Regions from separate parts of the Sus scrofa genome. Here region 1 is linked to region 2. A link is a contact called in public HiChIP or PLAC-seq data. All regions are on one chromosome and are shown on one strand. Each heading gives the region's core, a stretch centred on a gene start, on an enhancer-like site or on the middle of the called end of the contact. The rest is flanking DNA. Distances are from core to core; before and after follow the strand shown.

Evidence for each region. HiChIP or PLAC-seq counts read pairs in DNA pulled down with a chosen protein or histone mark.
Region 1: an H3K27ac HiChIP or PLAC-seq map of skeletal muscle shows a contact between it and region 2. The contact joins the enhancer-like site here to the promoter of ELOC in region 2. A contact is called at or near these places in 13 of 47 Hi-C or Micro-C datasets (alveolar macrophages, blood, fetal heart ventricle and 7 more) and 2 of 2 datasets of contacts at active chromatin or transcription factors (alveolar macrophages and skeletal muscle).

Annotation. Positions count from the first base shown.
Region 1 is chr4:62,013,192-62,019,188 of Sscrofa11.1, forward strand. No RefSeq gene overlaps it. Among named protein-coding and RNA genes, the nearest start is that of UBE2W, 30 kb to the right of the region's middle. Within about 2 kb of position 1,535, at least 81 of the 83 cell types and tissues checked have an H3K27ac peak or open chromatin away from gene starts, as enhancers often do. A contact at or near this core is called in alveolar macrophages, fetal liver, liver and 3 more, where this site is marked.
Region 2 is chr4:61,968,990-61,975,190 of Sscrofa11.1, forward strand. It overlaps ELOC (elongin-C), which reads left to right and starts at 2,114. Exons shown (of 4, transcript XM_001927321.6): 1 at 2,114-2,339.

The sequences.
Region 1 (5,997 bases), core at 285-2,784, 44 kb after region 2:
CCAAGTTAATAAAATGACAGATTTTAAGCTTTCATTCCGATAATGTAAAAGCCTTCTACTCAACACGTCAGCCACCTACATTAAAAAAAAAAAAAAAATAGAACAGGAGGTGCGAACTTTTGGCTTCCAGTTTTCCTGGAATAAACCAATAACATCTTCGGTTTTGGAATAGATTTTAAAAACGTGGCTTCTCATACATCTTGGCAGAACTGGTGCATTCCCAGAATAAATTCTGTGTACTCAGCTCTCCCTCTTCAAATATATCTCTAGGTGGAATGACCACAAAACTGCCCACCACGAAACAGGCTGAAGAGAAGTCTGGATGTGATAGAAAGTATAAGTGACACTGGTACATTAAACAATCTCATGCTTAGGATGAAACCTCTAAACAAGTGTCAGTGCCATAACAACATAACTATTACAGATACATGCGCAGTTTAAAACTGAGGGGTTGCGGTAAAGAGGTGGAAATTGCACAAAAAAACTTCAAAACATTCTCTTTCCCTTCAGGCAAGATTCAGCTCTACAAATCTGCCCTTGCCTTTAAAATATCAAAGTTCTGTTCTGCTCTCAATCCTCATCCCGTTGTATAAGCAAATCAGTGTCTCTCATCCCCAAATTAGGAATATGAGAAGTCTTCCAGGTGCGTAAAGACCAGAAAGCTGCCCTGCGGAAGTTTTATCTTGCCCCAAGCTGTGAAAGTGGGCACTGTGGTGTAGAGAGGGCATCGGAAAGAAAAAAATCTATAAACTATACACCTCTGATTGGAAGAACAAAACAACCCCCCCCCCCCACAAAGCCCACGGGTGTGGACATCATCAGGATCTTATGTTATAGATAGAAAAAAACAACCATGGGGCTCGAATCAGAACCCGACCAGCGTTTCCTAAGCGATCCGGGTAGCGAGTGGGCTCGTCGTGGAGGCCAGAGAGTTGGACGTGACCGAAGGTATAGACAGCGCCATTCACCGCGCCTCAGCTTGCCCTTCCCCCTGGGCGCCTAGAGCACCAGCCAATCCCCTCACGCCATCTCCTTCCCATCGGAGGCCCCGCCCCCAGCGCCCGGGATGCTGGGCCCCCGCGGCGTGACGCGAGCACGGCAGCTCCGCCCCCTGCGTCTCTGGCCTCGCCGGCCTAGGGGGGATGGTTCCATCATGGCGTCAATGCAGGTAAGAGGAGTTTGCAGCATCTGGGCGGGCTCTGGAGCCGTGCAGAGGATGCGAGTGTTTCTTTGAGCTGGGTGTCTGGGACTCTGGGGCACCCGGGCGGGTCCCGGAGCGGCTCCGTGGCCGGTCCTTCCCCAGAGTCAGGGCGTTGGGAGGGGTGAGAGGCTGCGAGAAGGGGGAGTCTCGGTCGGTCGAAGCGGACACAAGCCGGCTAGGAAGTTGGGGGATAAAAGAGACTAAGGGGAGGAAAGGGCGAAGTTTGATGTTGCCTCAGCGGCAGTGGTCTCGGAATTACTTCCAGCTCACACCGACGGCTGCCGCTGGCCTCCCCCCCCACACACCTCCCGCCCCAGGGATGCGTTTTCCTCCGCGGTCCCCGGCTGGGCGGAAACAGCTGCTCTCGCCGTTGTCGTTGGGGCAGGGGCGGCCCTAAGAGGGGCTGAGTGTCGGGGAGCCGAAAAGGCGTTCCCGGAGAAGGCGGCTGGCTGCAGGGGCGCTTCGAGGCCTCTGCTCAGGCCTCCCACGCCGGGCCTCCCTGTCTGCTTGGCCCCTCGGCTCTCCTTTTGACTCTTAGTCCTTTGCCCCATGGGTATCTTCCTTTATCAGCCTCTGTACTCTCAACGAACGTACGCCCGGCAGCGCATTTTCTCACTCTCCTCGCAGCTGCCCTTAGTCCGTCAAAATCATTTGCCGCCTAAATATTGCAGTCTTCCCGGGAGATAAGTCTCCAGCTCCCTATACCTCCCGAGGTAGCTCGCCTTCAAATCTTTTTTTTTTTTTTTCCCCTAACACTGCCCCACCCTTGCGGTCGCGGTAAGGCTACAACCCTTCTTCCCCAGATCTTTAGTGGAACCTTAGTTTGGCAGGAGGCGTTTGTTAACCCGTGTTACAGCTACCTGACTTGGCAATGCCTGGTTTTCTGGTTTCCCAACTTAATATACTCCTTTTTTCCAAATTCAAGGAGTTTGGTGGGGTTTTTTTCCCCAGGCAAAGATGGCATCCGCGATTGCAGTTTTATAAAGATTAACTCTGCATTATCTCTAGCTTGCATTTAATTTATAGATGAAGACCAGCTCTGTCAAAACATAGAGAAGGCAGAACTCCCGTTTGGAGTGTCAACGGAGCGCTTTTTAGAGTTTTAACAACATCTTAAAGGGACCACGTCTTTCTTAGAAGGATTTCGTGCTTTTGTTTCTAGAAGAATGAGCAAGTGTGCCTATCCTTCTTCTGTTCTTTCCTCTTTTTAGGCGAGGACAGTGCTTTTCTTTAATCTCTTCTCTTTTCTACATCTTCTTTCTCTTTCGTGCATGTGTTTGCTTCACATTTACCTCTGTGCTTTTGTATTATTTCTTCCCTTTCAGCCTGTTCCCCATACAATACTCTTTTTACCTTTGTGTCTCCCACTGGACTTTCTTGCAGAATAGAAAAAACAAATTTGTATGTAACATTCCCAGTTGAAGAGATACCATGAAAACAGTCAGAGAAAAAACAAGAACAATTTCAGGAAACATTATACTTTACCCTAGTCTCCCCAGAGACGTTAGAGAAGTTTCATCATTTGAGGCCAAAAACGGAACTGTAGAACACCAGTTGAACAGTAGATTGGCTATATGACCAATTTAAGATTATGTATATTAAGATTAAAACCTTTCTTTTTAAGACTAAAAAGATTAAAATCCACAGTACTTCTGATTATATTTGGCAGGAGGGTTTTTGGGATAACTAGCTGATTCAGTTTAGACAGTAAGTGTCTGGAGAAGGCAGATTGCCCTTTTTAAAAGAAAAAACTGAGTTGGTACAAAACTTAATGGTTGACAGTCTTGACTTTTACATAGTGGCTTAAGCAATGGCAACAATACTTCATGCAATACTGCATTTTTCTGTATCCCAAGTGCTACCTCTGACTGTCTTTTCACCCTTTATTCCTGTAGGTCTTCTGATTAGAGGAATAGAAAACTGATGTTTCCCTTTTTAAAAAGCTAAATCTCTCTTTTTTTTAATGTGTATTTATTTGTACTTTGAGATATCTGAAACATTTTTGGTAGTATCTTTTTTATTTTTAAAATGTTTTTACTGAAGCATAGTTGATTTACAATACTCTAAACTTCGGGTGTACAACATAGTGATTCACAATTTTTAAAGATTATACTCCATTTATAATTACTGGAAAATATTGGCTATATTCCCTGTGCTGTAGAATATGTCCTTGTAGCTTATTTATTTTGTGCAGAGTAGTTGGTACCTCTTAGTCCCCTCCTCTTATCTTGTCCCTTTCCTCTTCTCCACTGGTAACCACTAGCTTATTTCTCTATATCTTTGAGTCTGTTTCTTTTTTTGTTGTTGTATTTACTGGTTTTATTTTTTGGATTACACATGTAAGTAATAGTGTACGTTACTTCTTTCTCTGACTGATTTCACTAAGCATAGTACTCTCCAAGTCCATCCATGTTGTTGCAGATGGCAAAGTTTAATTTTTATGGCTGAGTAGTATTCCATTGTGTGTGTCTGTACTTTGTGTGTATGTGTATCTTCTTTATCCATTCATCCCTTAATGGACACTTAGGTTGTTTCCATATCTTGGCTGTTGTAAATAGTGCTGCTATGAACATTAGGGTGCATGTATCTTTTACATTAGTGTTTCATTTTCATTGAATATGTACCCAGCAGTGGAATTGCTGGATCATATACTCATTCTAATTTCAGTTTTTTGAGGGTGCTCCATACTGTTTTCCATTGTGGCTGCACCAATTTACATTCGCATCAGCAGTAGACTTTTCTTTACATCCTTTTCTGGTAGTATCTTAACATTTTAACATAGATAAATCCAGCATTTTGAAACACAACACTTTGTGTTATAGGTATTCTGTGTCTTTGAACAAAATTTTTTCCTGATCATGTTAATAGCAAAGTTTAACTCTTTTTCAAAACAATTAAATTACACATAAAACTACAACCACATTTTGAAATTTGCTCATTCTTTCATCAGTTACTTTTTGAGGGCCCACTGTGTGTCAGATATTCATCTAGGTGCTGGAGATACAGCAGTGAACTAAAGCAGACAAGATTTCTGCCCTTGTAATAGTCTACAATAAAAACAAAGTAAGTTGATTGCATATTGTATTAGGAGGTGATAGTACTATAGAGAAAAACTGTGGAAAGATGTTAGTAAATTGCTATTTTTTGAATTTCAGTTCTTAGGAAAAAGTAAGCTATACGAGAATGCTGCTCTAACTATGTCCTTACCTAAAAAGTTTGCAGTAGATTTCTTTATCTTTTCCACACCAGGATATTACTGCTGCGGAAGAGGTTATTTAAGCTGTAAGAGGAACTGCATTTTTATTTTTTTATTTTATTATTATTATTATTATTTTGTCTTTTTGCTATTTCTTGGGCCAATCCCTCGGCATATGGAGGTTCCCAGGCTAGGGGTCGAATCGGAGCTGTAGCCACCGGCCTACGCCAGAGCCACAGCAACGCTGGATCTGAGCCGCATCTGCAACCTACACCACAGCTCACGGCAATGCTGGATCCTTAACCCACTGAGCAAGGGCAGGGACCGAACCCGCAACCTCATGGTTCCTAGTCAGATTCGTTAACCACTGTGCCATGACGGGAACTCCAGAAACTGCATTTTTAAAATATGCATATTATACAAGTGTAACATAAGATGTGATTACTTAGAGTTCCCATTGTGGCTCATCAAGTCAAGGACTTGATGTTATCTCTGTGAGGATGTGAATTCCATGCCTAGCTCAGTGGATTAAGGAAAAAACTGCAGCATAGGTCACAGATGGGGCTTGGATTCAGTGTTGCTGAGGCTGTGAAATAGGCTTCAGCTGCAGCTTCAGTTCAGCCCCCTAGCTTGGGAAAGTTCTATATGTTGCAGGTGGGGTGTTAAAAAAAGAACTGAGGCCAGGGATTGAACCCAAATCCTCACAGACACTAGGTCAGGTTCTTAACCTGCTGAGCCACAATGGGAATTTCTAAATTGAAGTATAGTTGATTTACAGTGTGTTAATTTCTGCTGCACAGGCGTTCCCTTCTTCGCTCAGAGGTTAACGAACCTGATTAGCATCCATGAGGACACGGGTTTGATCCCTGGTCTCGCTCAGTGGGTTAAGGCTCCAGCATTGCCATGAGCTGTGGTGTAAGTTGCAGACACAGCTGGGATCCCAGCTTGCTGGGGCGGTGGCTGCAGCTCCTACTCGACCAACCCCTAGCTTTAGAACCTCCATGTGCCTCTGGTACAGCCCCAAAAAGAAAAAAAAAAAAATCTGCACAGCAAATTGATTCAGCTATACATATATATACATTTGCTTTTCTCTTCTCTTTTTGGCTGTGCCCTTGGCATGCAGAAGTTCCTGGGCCAGGGATTGCTAAAACTTCGTTTTAAAAAAATTGCCCAGGGTCTGGAATCAGAAGACCTGAATTCAGGTTCTGTTTGACTGTTAAACAACTGTTTTGCACAAAAATCAGTGTGTAATGGTTAAGACAAAAGTAGAGTAACAGAGGTAAACATTTATGAAACTGCTTTTTAAGTTTCCTTCCCTAAACCTGTTCTTTTTGTAATATTCACCATGTGGTACATGGCAAACTTCATTTTCCATTTGTTCACCCAGAAACCTTGATTTCATCCCACCCTATAGTCGAACCATCAGCAAATCCTATCGCACTCTACCTTCAAAAGAAATCCAGAATTTTCTTGTGGTGTAGCAGGTTAAGGATCTGGCTATCTGGCGTTGTCACTGCAGCAGCTTGGGTTGTTGCTGTGGCTTGGGTTCAGTCCCTGGCTGGGGAACTTCCACATGCTGCGGGGCCAAAAACAACAACAA
Region 2 (6,201 bases), core at 864-3,363:
CAATGGAAAAGAATGTGAAAAAGAATATATATACACACATAGCTGAATCACTCTGGTATACAACCCGAAACTAACACAACATTGTAAATCAACTATAATTAACAAGAGTTCCCACTGTGGCTAGCAGGTTAAGGATCCAGGCTTGTCTCTGCACTAGCCTGGCCCAGTGGGTTAAAGATGTGGTTGAAGCTGCAGTTTGGATTCCTTGGCCCAGGAATTTCCATAGCCTCAGGTATGGCCAAAATTTTTGGTCATAGCAAAAAAATCATCTAGACTACATTCTAACCCTAAATCTGGGATTAGCTAGCCTCAGTATCCTCACCTGGAAAATTCTATCATTAAGCAATTACTATAGAGATCTTTTAAGAAGGCAATAATGCAGAGAAGAAAAGGGGAAGTTATAAGGAGAGAAAACAACACTTCTGAATAAAGGAGTAAAGGTATAATTGAAAAAGAGCCCAAAGGAGTTCCCCTCGTGGTGCAGTGGAAATGAATCCGACTAGGAACCATGAGGTTGTGGCTTCACTCAGTGGGTTAAGGATTTGGTGTTGCCGTGAGCTGTGGTGTAGGTCACAGACGTGGCCCAGATCTGGTGTTGCTATGGCTGTGGCATAGGCTGGCAGGTGCAGCTCTGATTGGAACCCTAGCCTGAGAACCTCCACAGGCAGTGAGTGCAGCCTTAAAAAAAGACAAAAGACAAAAAAAAAAAGAAAAAAGAAAATGAGCCCACAGCCTCCTCTTCTCCCCACCAAACTCTATTCTGAGCTACTATCATAATCTAAAAAACTGTTTAATAATTTTTACAAAAGCTTTGAATACTTTTTATCTGCCCAATCAACTAAAAATGTCTTTCAGGCCCAAAGCGTTAATTGGGTCAATAAACTTTGGATTGCCTATATCTGTTTTCCTTTTGCGGACACTGTTACACAACAGTCCTAGTTGAGCAACTTGTAATGGTGAGAGTCTTGGCCCTACATTCCTTTCGTGCCACTGTCTGGTAAACAGAGGGTGAACTTTATTTAGCTGTTTCACCCTTCCTGGAAGGGTGCCTGAATTTCACCACGGGAAAGCAAGTAGAGACGGCTCTGACTTAAAGTGGTTCAACCTACGATTTTTCGACTTGATGATGGTATGAAAACTACACATACTTAGTAGGAACCACACATAGTTTTGAATTTTCATCTTTTCTTGGGTTACCCATATGCAGTATGATACTCTCTCCCTCCATGTTGAAGGTCCTAATCGGCCACCCAGTCAAGAGGGTAAAAAATACCTTTACAACCCTTCTGTTTTTCCTTTTCAGTACAATAATCAATAAATTACATGAGATAATCAACACTGTTATAAAAAAGCTTTGCATTAGATGATTTTTGCCTAACTGTAAATTAATGTAAGCATTCTAACCACGTTTTAAGGTAGGCTAGGCTGAACTATGTTGGGTATGTTAGGCCTGTTAAATGCATTTTCCACTTACAATATTTTCAACTTCCCATGGGTTTATCAAGACATAATCCCATCTGAAGTGGAGGTAAAATCTGTAAAGAGAATAGGCGAATGGGTGTTGAGGGGAGAGCGCACCGCCCAGAGAGCTCGAGGAAGGAGAAGCAGAGGGGGCGTGGAGTGACAAAGCTGGTGTCAGAGTAACTTCAGAATCCAGAAGCTGAGCACCCCGGTGGCTGGGAGGTGGACAGGGGGTGGGGGAAAGGCCCCAGAGCGGGGGTGGAGGGCGTGGTTAGTTTTCGGTAAACACTGAAAGATACCGGGAAGAGAGGAAATGAGGCCAGCGATTTCGCGAGCTGAGATGCTCTTCAACAAGCTCTACAACTTTTCAGAAAAGAGCGAAGCTGTTCCATAAAGAACACGTTCTTGTTAGGAAAGAAACTACACTCCCACTCTGCAACCTTTCCTCTAAAGGTAGTCTCCGACCTCCAGGCGCAGCCCCAATGAGAAGCTGGGACAACCTCCAAAATAACTAAGAGCAAAACTCAGCGTGAGGAACTACAAGTCCCAGGATGCAGTGCTGCCTCGGCCAATCACGACAGTACCCTCCAGGGAAACTACAAATCCCGAGATGCAGTGCTGCCTCAGGCCCCCCCCCTCCACCCTCCACCCCCCTCCCCTCTCCTCTCCCACCACCTTCTTGAGGATGCTCTAACCCTCCGCAATCAGATCGGGGTCGGTGCTGCATGCTGGGAATCAGAATACCCAGAATAGGATTGGTTGAGACTTGCCGAGGACCGCCGTCCTTCCAGGCTGGCCTGGGGGTGAAGGGAGGGGGCGCTGCACACTTCCTGTGGACGCCGGCAAGCGACGGACTCAGCGCGTCCCTGCCTCGCCAGGTACTAATCTCCCGCGCGTCGTAGAAAGCGTCCGTGACCCAGCGGAAGTGATTCCTCTAACTGCCCCGGAACCCACGGCGGCAGGCGGCTGGGGGTGGGGGGGTGGCCCTGGTGTAGGGGCTGTGGCGGTGCGCGGGGACCCGGTGCGGTGGCTGCGGTGGCTGCGGGGCTGACGAGTGAGTCTCGGGCTGGGGTGGGACCGGAGCTCCGGGTTCGCGTGGGGGACAAGGGAAGCTCGTACTGGGCTCGCTTGCAACCTCACTTCCCACCTCTTCCCATTTGGGCGGGGAAGGAACGGAAGCTCTTAACCTCCCCCTGGCGTCTTCAGCTCCTGGTTTGGGGGAGGGGAGAGGAGGGCGGCGGGACCTTTCCTGGCGCAGATCCGTGGGCTTGGAAAAGAGGGAAAAGGAGGGGCGGCGGCCGGCGAGACTGGGCCTCCTCGGGGTTGTGAGCGGGGAGGGTGGAGTGAGTAGCATGGCAGCCCTGTCGCTTTTCCTTTTTGCTTTCCCCGGGTGCACTCAAGATTTCGTCCTTTTCTTGGAGTCAGCTCCTAGTCACAGGAGAGGGTCCTTCACTCTTTGCAGCTGCGGGACCCGGAGAAGTTCATCTTTTGGGCAACTTGTCGGGTGATCTCAGCCTGACGTGGTGATTTGGGGCTGTCGTGCATCTGCCTCCCAGGCTCATCTGAAAGGCGGTATCTCGTGTAAAGTACAGTGGCCATTAAGTTACTCTGATGGAACTAGTTCGAGTTTTCAGTGCGAGCATTTCTACTCTGCATCGCCTTCAGTATAAGAAACAACCGAAATCCTTTTAGGGTTTTAAAACCTAATTTTCACACTGCCAAATTTGCTTTTTGATCCCCGACTAATTTCCTTTTTCGTTTAGCGGACTAAAATGATACATCTCTAATCTCGTTTATGTTATAAATGTAATATAATTCATAATACAATCCACGGTTCACACGTTGGTTCATTCATTGTGGAGACACAGTGGCAAGGAGACAACTATGGTTCCTTGTCACCTTGGTTATTAATTACTTATTGCCAGTGATAGTTTGGGATTCATGTTTAATTTTTAAATGACTGTTCTTTTTTCCGTTAAGTATGAGATAACATAGTAACTCTCTACCATTCCAAAATATACATGGATAAATTTATTTTAAATGGAGGATGCTGATTTCATTACCTTATGGTAATTCTGTAATGTAATTAGGCAATTGTTTGTAGTCAGAAGTTACAGTCAGTCCTATGTATCAGGTTCTAAAGTAATAGTTTTAAAATTTATTGAAGTATAGTTGATTTACGATGTGTTAATTTCTGCTCTACGGCAAAGTGATTCAGTTATAGTGTGCCTCTGCTAATCCCAAACTCCCAACCCCTCCACCTTGGCAACCGCAAGTCTGTTCTCTATGTCTGTGAGTCTGTTTAGTTCTAAAGTAATATTTATACTTTATAAATTGCTTGTTTGTGATTTTTTGGTAGATTTTTCAGTACTTGAAAATAATCTGGGAAATCTTTGTATTTACATTGATATGCATTAATGCATTTTAGCTAGCCCGTCCTAAATGTTTACTGTTTCATTATTAAATAAGATCAGAAAAAGCCCACCCAGTAATGCTTGAAATTTCAAGGCTTGGTGACTAAGAAAACAATAGTGCCATTCACTCAAATATTTACTGAGCATCTTATATGTGCTAGGCACTCTATGCGCCTACCCTCATGGAGCTTGAAGAAACAGGCTATATGTTAAGTAAGAAAATATTTAGTTTCAGGTGGCGTAAATGTGAAATGACTGTAGCAAGATTAGAGTTAGATTAAGTTAGAGTGACTAGGGTGGGGGTGTCGAATTCTGAAAGGGAGAGGGAGGGAGACCTACCTCTTTGAGGAGTTGATATTTTGCCCGGAGACCAAAATAATGAAGATCTGAAGGAAGAGCTTTTAAGAGAGCAGTAACCGCAAATGCCTAGACCTTAAGGGGGAATGAACCTAACCTATTAGAATACTTAGAAGGCCAGTGTGGCTAAAGCATAATGAAAGAAGAGTGATGGGAGATGAGATCAGAGTGGGTAGCAAAGACTAAATAAGATAGTTCTTGTTCTGTCCCGTAATGAGAAGCCATTAGAGGATTTTGTGCAAGGGAGTAACATTTGGTTTATGCTTTTGATGACTAGCTGCTGAGTGGCCAATTGACTGATTTGGAGGAAAGTGGAAAAACCAGCTCCTGAGGAACCTTGTAGTTCACTTGAGATGGTGGCTTGAACTAGAGCTGTAGAGTTGGAACTTAGTGAGACGTGGTCTGAGCTAGAATGTCATTTGAAGACTGAGCCAAATAGGTCTTCTTACTTTCACTCCAGCACAGAAGAATTTGGAGGACTCAACTGTTTTGCTGGGGAGCATCTGCCTGGACAGTAGTATCATTTCCTGAAATGAGGAAGACTGGAAGGAGCACACTGGTTTCTGAGGAATAAAGCAGGCGTTCTGCATAGAGTGTACTGAGTTGGATGGCTTTTACAGCTCAGAAAATGTACAGTAGGCAAGTGGGATATCCACTACTGTTGCTCAGGGGAGAAGTCGGGCCAGAGACAGTCATATTTTGTAGGTGATATTTAAAACTATGGACCAGAGGACATCAAGGAAAGAGTATTAATGCAGAAGAGGGCAGGTAGCTAGGAGCATTCTAGTCAGAAGAGGAGCAAAGATGGGTGGAAGCAGAAGAGCCAGGAGGGTGTGGCGCCTAATGTGAAGGAAAGAGGGTGGGTGGGGTCAACTGTAAAACCCTAAGAGTAAGATGAAGATTAAAAATTGACCCAGTGACGGAGTAAAGTAGTTGAAATTTGACAAGAGGGCTTTGAATGGACTAGTGAGCTAAAAAGCCTGGGTTACGGAGAAGTGGATCACAATGATGATTTCCAGCATTTTGATGCATTGATGGGAATAGTGGCAGGACAAAGTGCTTAAGTGGGAACGTTGGCCTTAGATAGGAAGGATGATTTTTCTTCAACTTTTGAAACAGGACGGTGGACAGAGTATCTGGTATATGGATGCAGGTAGGAAGAAGATGGAAACAAGGCAGTTGAGGTGCTTTACTTCTGTTTTATCGGTAAAATGAAGGGTAGGGAGGAGAGGGGTGTTGGATGTTTAGGAGAAACTGTACATTTTCTAAGAGTAGGAAGGCCAGTTCGCTAGGTAGGTAAGAGGGTCACTAAGGCATCAAGTGCCTGTTTAAAGTATGTAGCCACAATTTTAAAATTGAGACCAGTCACAATGGTTGTGACTTTGCTTCACCCGATTCAGCTCGGTCGAGGCCTGAGTGGAGAATCGGGTTTGGCCAGGATTGGGGTTGGGGTGGGTAGCTCCCCAGAGGTGAGGGCAGGGAGTTCAGGGTCTGAGGGCTGTGAGGCATGCATGTGCCAATCCTGAGGAACTCTTCACAGTGGGATGAAGCAAGGGCAGAATTTGTTATTTGTAGCCCATCATTTAAAGGTTCTTTTTATTATATAGCGGATAGAATCCATAATTAGATACACACTGTATAGTGAAGTATTTCTTCATTCTTTTTAAACCACAACAAAGGAGTTTGGAGATCATTGTACAGGGGTGAGGGAGAGAAGACAGATGCAGTGGGAACCTAGCACTCTGGTGCTCCAAGTTTTGTACTGTGTGGGAGTGACTGCTTGATGAAGAGGGAAATTGGGAGTTAGGGCATTTGTTGTAGAGGAAGGTGCATTTCAAATGGGTTTGATCATGGCATGATAAAGCTGGAAGGGACTTGAGACACAATGTAGTCCAGTTTCCTCATTTGGGAGATAAAGAACAAAAGTCTTATCACTTAACCTATCTGGGTCTCAAGATAGAAATGCAGA